Regions from separate parts of the Mus musculus genome. Here region 2 is linked to region 1. The links are chromatin contacts, called in public HiChIP or PLAC-seq maps. All regions are on one chromosome and are shown on one strand. Each heading gives the region's core, a stretch centred on a gene start, on an enhancer-like site or on the middle of the called end of the contact. The rest is flanking DNA. Distances are from core to core; before and after follow the strand shown.

The links. HiChIP or PLAC-seq counts read pairs in DNA pulled down with a chosen protein or histone mark.
Region 2: a contact with region 1 is called in an HNF4G HiChIP or PLAC-seq map of pancreatic cancer cells. The contact joins two enhancer-like sites. A contact is called at or near these places in 3 of 115 datasets of contacts at active chromatin or transcription factors (embryonic stem cells, microglia and pancreatic cancer cells).

What each region holds. Positions count from the first base shown.
Region 1 is chr7:25,195,775-25,200,728 of GRCm38.p6, reverse strand. It overlaps a transcript of Dedd2 not described here. Among named protein-coding and RNA genes, the nearest start is that of Mir7048, 19 kb to the left of the region's middle. Within about 2 kb of position 2,833, at least 53 of the 459 cell types and tissues checked have an H3K27ac peak or open chromatin away from gene starts, as enhancers often do. A contact at or near this core is called in pancreatic cancer cells, where this site is marked.
Region 2 is chr7:25,427,592-25,432,545 of GRCm38.p6, reverse strand. The region is part of intron 4 of 4732471J01Rik (RIKEN cDNA 4732471J01 gene); the gene reads right to left. Among named protein-coding and RNA genes, the nearest start is that of Cxcl17, 17 kb to the right of the region's middle. Within about 2 kb of position 2,270, at least 53 of the 459 cell types and tissues checked have an H3K27ac peak or open chromatin away from gene starts, as enhancers often do. A contact at or near this core is called in pancreatic cancer cells, where this site is marked.

The DNA of each region.
Region 1 (4,954 bases), core at 1,584-4,083:
AGTCTTCCTGCTGCCACCTATATGGGGAGTTGAGAACTATCAGAGACAGATGTGAGCCCTTGGCATGGGAACTTAAGGTGACTGAGGTGGCCCTAGTGCACTCAGCTTGGCAGCAACTGTTCCATGAAACCTCCATGTAGCTGGGCTGAACTGAACACCCTGGGGATTCCAGGTTGGGCTCGAGAAATCGGGAAGAGCCCCTGTTTTATTGATACCCAAGACTGGCACTCCGGGACTCACAGACCAGAGTGACCAGACAGCTGTGACTGAGCAGTTGGGCTTCTCTGGAGAAGCCCAAAGGACAGTGAATGGAGAGATGCGGCCTGCTCACTAGCACGACCAGGCCCAACAGGGAACATGTTTCTTAACCCCAGAGCTTGGGGGAGAAAGCAGGAGGGTCAGGAGTTCAAGGTCATCCTCAAACACAACAAGTTTGAGGCCAGCCTGGTCTCCTTGAGACCCTGCCTCAAAAGCAACAATGACAGAAAAAATTACCACATCACTGAGTAACATTTGAGTCATGAAATACAACATTCAGAAAAAGTATGGAAGATACCACATGTAATGTAAATCTCATGTGTAACCCCATGCCGGGGTTTGTGGAGGAAGCAAGCTGAGCCATCTCTCCTGGAGGCCTCTACCAGCTGCTTTTCCGTTCTTTCTTACTATGTAGCCCTGGCTAACCTGGGACTCCCTACGTACACCAGGCTGGCCACAAACTCAGAGATCCACCTGCCTTTGTGAGCTTTTCCGAGTGCTGGGGTTAAGGGTGTGGGACAACACAGCTAGCTGGTACAATACATTTTTATTTTTCATATATCTTGTGTCATGTCTTATTTTGCTCACTGCTATGCTGTGAGGCTCTTCCGTGTGTTTATCTGAAATTGATGTGTTTTTATTGCTACGTATCATCCCAGTGTGTGGATACGCTATGAATTCACGTGCTGGGTGGATATTTTGAGTTGTTCCCATTTGAAGCCGCTATGAACATTCTCGAGCATATTTGTTTACTTGTTTTTTTTAAAGATTTATTTATTTTTATTATATGTAAGTACACTGTAGCTGTCTTCAGATACTCCAGAAGAGGGAGTAAGATCTCGTTACGGATGGTTGTGAGCCACCATGTGGTTGCTGGGATTTGAACTTCGGACCTTCGGAAGAGCAGTCGGGTGCTCTTACCCACTGAGCCATCTCGCCAGCCCCCTGTTTACTTGTTTTGTGTGTGAACAAACTCTTCTTTCCACTGGGATCTCTCTCCCTTGAGGTAGAATTGCTGGTCATGGTTATGAATAGGGTCTGCTTTGGTAGATCCCATCTGAACACTGCATCCCATAATCCTGATCAGGTTACCACAGACACAGTGACTGACGGATTATCAACCACCATGTGGGTGCTGGAAATGGAGCCCAGGATCTCTGGAAGAGCAACCAGTGCTCTTAACCAATGAGCCATCCCTCCAGCCCCTCCAGTGAGCATCTCTATTGTTTCCCCTTGAGACCATTTTCCCTAAAGTGGATATACAGATAGATACCTTGTCACCAGTGGTGCCCGAGCAGCCCCTGCTTCCTCCTCACCAGTCTGCTGTTGTCAGACAAATACATCCGCTCATCTGTTGGGTGTGTAGTAGTGCATCATTGTGACTTATTTTCTTTCTCTCCAGTGATTGATTGCTTCTGCTTTTCTAAGAAAGTATTTTGTTTTATTTATGATAGGTGTGTGTGTGTGTCTGTGTGTGCATATGCTTGGCGGTTAAAAGAGGACATTGAATACCCTAGATCTAGAGTCACAGGAGGTTATGACCTACCCAAGTGGCTGCTGGGAACCTGGTCCTTCACAAGAGCAGCAACAACAGACAAGAGCTTCTCAGCTGCTGAGCCATCTTTCCAGCCTTCCCCCTTTTTGGAGGTAGTAGGAAGGGAGCAGCAGTCTGAGTCTGTCTTAAATGTATTCCAGACTAGCCCTGAAGTTCCGATTCTTTTTCCAGTTCGTTTGTTCTTTCTTTCTTTCTTTCTTTCTTTCTTTCTTTCTTTCTTTCTTTCTTTCTTTCTTTCTTTCTCTCTCTCTCTCTCTCTCTCTCTTCCTTCCTTTCTTTCTTTCTTTCTTTCTTTCTTTCTTTCTTTCTTTCTTCCTCTTTCTTCCTTCCTTCCTTTCTCTCTCTCTCTCTCTTTCTTTCTTTCTTCCTTTTTTTTAAGAATTATTTTTATTTATTTTTCTGTATATGAGTACACTGACACTGTTTTCAGACACACCAGAAAAGAGCATCAGATCCCAATACAGATGGCGTGGGCCACCGTGTGGTTGCTGGGATTTGAACTCAGGACTTCTGGAAGAGCAGTCAGTGCTCTTAACCACTGAGCCATCTCTCCAGCCCCCTTCTTCCATTTCTTGACTGCTCAATTTACATGTGTATGCCACTATTGCTTGGTTTCATTTCTGCTTACTCTTTAATTTTTAAAACAAATATTTCAGGGGGAGGGAGGGAGGGAGGAGAGCGAGCGTGAGCATGTTTGTGTGTGTTTTGTATTTGGTCGTGTGTATGCAATGCACTTGAGGAGACCAGAGGACAACTTTGTGGAGTATGTGGGTCCCTGGCATTGAACTCGGGGTTAAGCCAAGATCCATCTCACCAACCCAATTTCTGTTTGTTCTTGAGTAAAGACTGTGAGGGAGTGAAGTGCACAAGGCAGGGGCCCACACTCCACCCCAGCCTGTGCATCCTGCTAAACATCTGACTGCCCTGCGATGACCTATTTTTTATTGTTACATTGTGTCACATTTTCTTTCTGCCTCATCCTTTGACCAGCCTCTGTCTCACCCCGCCATCCACTCCCTGGACCACACCTTGGACTGAGTCATTCCCTGGAAGTGTAAACAAACAAAGGGACATTTCCTGAGTCCTTATACCACGTGCCAGGCACCATGCCAAAGGCTCAGTGTGCATTTATCCCTCATACATTCCTGCGAGGCTGGTAGTAATTCCCTCATCATTTAAGCTCTGTGAGACACACACAGCTAGGTGAGGCCACTTGTCTGAGTGACACAGTGAAGTGACAAGCAGGATTGTGCAAGTCCCAAATTTAAATTCTTAGGGGTGTGAACGTAGCTTGACGATAGCATGCTTGCTTAGTGTCCAAGGACCCAAGGTCACACAGGGTTCGGGGCTGGACTTTGGTCTCGGCATTGAGGGTACTAGCTACTTTCTCAGAGGACACAATGTGAGCCCTGTCACACACAGGCAGTTGACAACTGTCACTGATTTCAGGGGTGGCCAACCTCTGCAGAAATCAGGCATACGTGTGGTGCACATGCAGACAAAACACCCATGTACGTGCAGTAAAACAACTTTCAAAAAAAAATTAAAAATTTAAAAAATATTTGGTTTTCCTTTTTCTTTTTTTCTTCTCTCTTTTCTTTTCTTTTTGTTTTATTTTTATTTATTTATTTATTTATTTATTTTTGGTTTTTCGAGACAGGGTTTCTCTGAATAGCTCTGGCTATCCTGGAACTCACTTTGTAGACCAGGCTGGCCTCAAACTCAGAAATCTGCCTGCCTCTGCCTCCCAAGTGCTGGGATTAAAGGCATGCACTACTGCTGCCTGGCTATTTTCTTAATATTTAACATTTAATTTTTATGTTATGCATGTATGTATGTAAGTGCACCACATGTGTGCAGAAGTCCACAGAGTTTGGAAGGGGCATTTGGTGTTTGTTCCCCTAGAACTATAGTTACGGAGCTGTAGTTTCGAGCTGTCATGAAGGTGCTGACACCAAACCTGGGTCCTTTGCAAGAGCAATAAATACTCTTAACTGCTGAACCATCTTTCCTGAAAATTTAAAAGTCACATTTGTGTGTTGTGTGTGTTGTGTTGTGTGGGTGTGCATATGCATGCCACCGTGTACATGTAGAAGTCCCCAGACACTCTCTCCTGCTGTGTGTCCTGGGAATTGAACTTAGACAATTGCACTTGACAGCAAGCACCCGCTAAGCCTTCTCATTGGCCCCAAATTCCTGGGTTTGATCACAACCCTATACAGTCTTCCATGCCTTCAGACTCCAGTATCCCAATCATCCCAGCATCTGCCATCTCCACCTGTCAGGCCTTCCTGGCTGTCACACCTGTGTTATCAGGTCCTCTCAGGATCCTTCTGTTGTGTACCAGTGGAGCAGACCCCTCCGGCTTCTCCTTTCCCCATGCAGCTACAGTCTTCTGGCAAACCTTCTGATCTCTCTCACTAACCCTCTGATAGAACCTCAGCAGGAAACGGAAGGGACCACAGCTGGAACTTTGAAGGTAATTTAATGAAGGAACTGTTGGTGAGGACATTGTTGAGGGAACCTGGAGGGAGGGTAATACCACAGGAAACTGACCATACTGCCCTTAAATCTAACTGGCAGGATGTCGCATGAAATGGTACTACTGGAACTCGCGAGCCTGCCTTGAGGAGCTGAGGCTGTGGAAGGCACCATACAGCTACCATCAGAGCCAAGGGATTGAGCAGAGAGAGCTTGGAGGGGTGCCTAAAATGCACGATCTTCCTGCTTTAAGGCCTTGCTGGTGCTTCGAAAGGAAAACCTTGAGATCAAAATGCTAGAGGGGCTGGGCGTGGTGGCGCACGCCTTTAATCCCAGCACTTGAGGCAGAGGCAGGTGAATTTCTGAGTTCGAGGCCAGCCTGGTCTACAGAGTGAGTTCCAGGACAGCCAGGGCTACACAGAGAAACCCTGTCTCAAAAAACCAAAAACAAAACAAACAACCAAACAAACCTCTAGAGGGGTAGGGCCAGGCTCCTTGGGCAGTGAGGCAGAAGGATTGAAAAGTCAAAGCCTGTCTGGACTACATGATGAAGTCTTGTCTCAAATTAGAAAGCAAGGGCTGGGCGTGGTGGCACACGCCTTTAAACCCAGCACTTGGGAGGCAGAGGCAGGCGGATTTCTGAGCAGGCGGATTTCTGAG
Region 2 (4,954 bases), core at 1,021-3,520, 230 kb before region 1:
CCTATGACCTAGACCTACTTGCAGTCCAGCGGCCCAACCTTTCCAACGTCTTCCCTTCCATCCTTTGCTAAAGGCTACTCCGTGAGCTCCTGGAGCCCAAGACTGCAGGCACCTGCTCCCCAATTCTTACAGTTCTGGAGGTCACAATTCAAAACGTCTCTATGTCAAAACAAAGGCATCAGCAGAATAAAAAATACTTTTGGAGGTTGAGAGCTGAATGTAACTCTGCCTGATATAGCTCCTGGAAGTTTCTGCTCCAGGATCCTCTTAACTTACCTGGACCACTCAGATATCCAGAGATCTCTATCCCAAGATGCTGACGTCATTGAACCTGCAATGTCCTTCAGGCAGATAAAGGGTTCCCAGGTTCCAATGGGATGTGGACACTGGGCAGTCACTATCTGACTTAGCACAAGTACCCTTTCTAAACATCACCAGGGACATGAATTCAACCTGCTTTCCTTTTTTGCCTTTCATTTGTCTGTTCGGTAGGGAAGCAGGACAGGCTTTGAGGTAGGACACTGTAGCTCCAGCTGGATGACCCTGGGCAGAACCCTTGATCTCCTTCACCTCATCTCTCATGTATAACACAGAATAAGAAAATGACAGTAAGAGACTAGAGTCATGCAAGTGCCTGACCTGGGATGGCCCCCATAAGTATCTTTGCAGTCCTGTCCTCTCACCATCCAGTTCTCTCTCCCAGGTCTTTTCCCTTGTCTTAAATGACAAGCCTCCATGTAAGCTACCACACAGCCAAGACCAGCGTACTGCCTTCTGTTGTGACTCTGCCTCAGCATTTCACAGGGGAGTCTACAACCATCTCAGGGTGCCCACTGGGTTTATATGGGGACACCCTTTTATGAAGCCCTTTTTATGTTCAAATAAAATACATGCTCCCTCAGGGCACAAGTACCAGTCTCAAACCTGCTCATTTCCTTATTGGAGCCTTCTTCGGTCCTTCTCTTCACACCTTATAAATGAGAACAGTACAAAGATGAAAATAATGACTCTGGCCTTTTCATAAGGAACTATCTTAGGCAGATGAATGCTCTTCCCAGGGCATTCCCTGAAATCTGTATCAAGGCTTGACAAAAACGTAGGTAATTTTAGGATCCATGCCTGGACCTCCAGGAGATTATAACTGCTTTCTCATCCCTTGTAAACTCCTTTTGCGCAAAGCTATTTTCCAAGAACTACCTAGTGAGACCCGGAATGCCTGCCTCCCTGGGTCATTTCACTTCCAGCTTCCCTGCCAGGACCCTGCTGCAAGCAAGCAACCATCCCAAAATAGATACCCAGGCTAGCACCTTTACCTGCTCCCGTGATCACAACCACTCACACTCAGCACCCATTATCTAAGGCTTTACATGAAGTGCTATCCTCTCAAAAGAGTCTATAATCGTGCCCATTTCTACAACCTAAAAAAGTCAAGGACAAGGGCGTTAAGTAATGTGCCCGATATGGACCAACTCCATAATTTAACTTCATCTGCACTCAATCTGGGCAAAAGCTGTCTTAAATTTTTCTGAGATCTCCCAAACAAAATCCACCTTCCAGAATGATTTTGACCTCCCCCACCCTCCACACACACACACACACACACACACACACTTTAAGATTGGACACAGCCAACATAAGCTGTTTTCTGTCTCAATATTCACATAGGCGCCTGCTTCCTAACACCTAGCACAATTTCAAGGCACTTCCTTAGCCTACTGTTTATGAATCGTTACTTTTTTTTTTTAGGAAAATGCAGGACCAGATTCCCTGACCACATAAGAAGTCACAAGTTGACAGTCTTGTGAACTATTTGCACAGCCTTTCTCAGACCATAAAAGGGATGCACCAAGAAGAAATGCAATAAGGAAGTAGAAAAACCAGGAGAGTTCCTGGAACAATCACAAAGAGGTGGAGACTCCAGAGCCAGTGCTTAACGGCCTTGAACCATGCTTGGCAACCCCACCTGTCCCTTTCTATGCCTCTTGGCATCTGACTTCCTTCTCACCTGTCCCTTTGGCCTCACTTTCACAGACCTGATGAGTGGAGGAGTCAGAAAGGATTCATGAGAGAGCTGACTCACTTATGTACACTCACTCACCTTGGGACAGTTGCTACGCAGGGCGCAGGATTTAAGGACAATTAAGGAGTTATGCTTCCTAGAAATTATGCTGTCATGTTTGTCTAAGCAGAGGTGGGCCCTCTGGCCCTTAGGAACTTACATCCTCCCTTCTCCCTAGGTTGGGTTACATTCTCCTTTTAGTAGGTCATTTGTTTACTAAGTCATACTCAAGAAAAGAGAAAAAAAACTCAGTTGGATGGATTCCTTAAAGTCCCAAGCATTCCATTCCATTCTAAAATGTCTGTTGTTTTGGTGATGAGCAAGCAAAAAAGAAATATTAAAGGCCATGCAGGAAATTGATAACAAGTTTAACCATAAAACCATGAGTAACAACCTACAAAATGCCTTTAGGGACCACTGAACCACAATAATGAAGAGACAGGAGTCTAGTACTGCGACCTTTCCATTTGTATCTCATCTATAGGTCACCATGACTCATCCTCACACAGTTAGCTCTTACCTCAGAACTTGTAGATGGAACCAGCCTTTAGATACACACATATATTCATGAATTTCTTTCTATGCTTTAAACAGAACTTCATTATGTAGCCCTGGCTAGTCTAAAACTCACTATATAGACTAGGCTGGCCTGAACTAATAGAGTTCCATCTGTTTCTGCCTCCCAGAGTATACCCCCACAGAGTATACCCCCACAACCAGTCTAGATTCAAATATTTTGGAATCTGAAGCTCCTGTTTCCACTTCACACCATTGCATCCACAGAATTCAACGATAACTCTAGTGGAAATAATTATACTAAACTTCAACAGTAAGACAGGATCTGAAACAAGGCTTGGGATGAAAAATTTGGGAGGCTGAACAGCAAGGCAGGAATCTTTCAGGACATAAAATGTGCGTCAGTCATGGTTGACTGCAGACCAAGGAGCCATGCTGAAGGACTATGAATGACACCCTAAGGAGTCTGAACTCGATCTATAGATTACAGGAATAGCTGGAAATGTGGATAAACAGCAGCTTAAGAAAATTAAGTTAGCTTTTAAAAGGATTACTAAGCAAGCTTAAATTTAAATAAGTAGTTCTTAACTTTGATAAGAAATTAAAATGATCTGGAAGCTTTTTTTTTTTTTTTGAGACAGTGTGTCTCTGTGTAGCCTTTGATAGGAACTCCCTATTACATCAGGCTGACCTGGAACTCACAGAGATCTGCCTGCCTCTGCCTCCTGAGTCCTGGGATCAAAGACATGGGCCACCACCTTTTACTGAACCAAGCTCCAACCTAAGGTTCTATATCATATTTACCTGTTTCGTGCCTTTAAAGGTTATTTTTAGTAGTGGGTATTTCTGTTTTACTTTGATTTTTGATTTGAAGTCCTGGTGATTGAACCCAAGGTCTAGCACACTCTAGCAAAGTGTTCTACCTCTGAGCTTATCTTCAATTCCCTTAGTCTTCTCTAAATTGGTAGAGTTGTTCCAAGTTTTTGTCTTCATGACCATAACATTTTGATTTAGTTCTTTTGTTTGGTTTGGTTTTTTTTTAAGATTTATTTATTTATTATAAGTACACTGTCTTCAGACACCCCAGAAGAGGGTGTCATCTCATTACAGATGGTTGTGAGCCACCATGTGGTTGCTGGGATTTGAACTCAGGTTAAGAGCAGTCGGTGCTCTTAACCTCTGAGCCATCTCTCCAGCCCGTTTGCTTTGTTTTTGAGGCAAGTCTCGTTTTTGTAGTTCAGCCTGGCCTGAGCTTGCTATGGAGCTAACTGTTCTTGGAAGTGGCCCAGATGAACTTGAGGAGCTGATGAGGCCTGGGGTTTATTCAGTCGGTTGGTTTTTGTTAGGTTAGGTTTTCACTGTTGCCGCAGGAGGGTGGTGGTGGTTATTTTCAGCCTAGGTGCCTCTCCAGTGTGCTACACAATCCGGGTGGACCTTTAGTTCCTGACCCTCCCATCACCACCTCCCAAGTTCTGGGATCATAGACCTGAGCCTAGTGGTTTCACTTTTGCTGGAGGCAAGGTTCATGCTGGCCTGGAATTTGTGAGCCTTATACCTCTGGCTCCTCAGTACTACTCCCATACCTGGGTGACCTTAACATTTTCTGAAGAATATTAGCCATCTGTTTTTTGGTGTGATGGGAGTGGGGATGGGGCTTGTGATAACCCTCAATTCTGGCTCACCTAATATTTCTTCAGGGTTAAGTTCAAGGTGTGCACTTTAGCCAGGTAGCAGAGGAGTGACACCGTGTCTCCCGAGGTCAGCAAGTGAGGTGCCCAGGGTGCTGGGCATGGAGCACCTAGCTATGCTTCCTCACTATAAAATGACTATATTACTTGGAAACATTATTTTATTTCACTTACTACATTTTATTTCCTGGAAGGAGCGAGCAAACCACGCAAGCATTTGGAGGTTGGAAAACAGCTTAGAAGAGGAGACTCCTTCCTCCCACCTGGGGAGCCAACACAGACCTTGAGGCTTGCTGGCAAATGTCCTCACCCACCGAGCCATCTTGGGAGCACTCTTAAACTATCAGTGCCTGGAAACACAGAATAATCAAATGAGCCTCCCTTGGGGCCTGGGGCAGGCCCTGGAAGGTGGTCAATGTCTCAGATTCTAACAAACAACCAGAACTGAAAACCAACAGTGAAAACTGGAATTCTGAAAAGCAACATTGGGCCTCTCTTCTCAAAACATAACCAATTAAGCAGATGTAACTAAACTTGAACTTTGGTGGGAACCCATAGCAGAAGAAAGGCCAAAATTCCCCGGGTTGGGAGAGCACTTAATGAACAAGGAGCTGAGTGATATAAAGAAAATGCTGGCCATAAGCAAGCCCCCCACCCTTTCTGCTCCAAGCCTCAGGGAAATCTTTGCTTC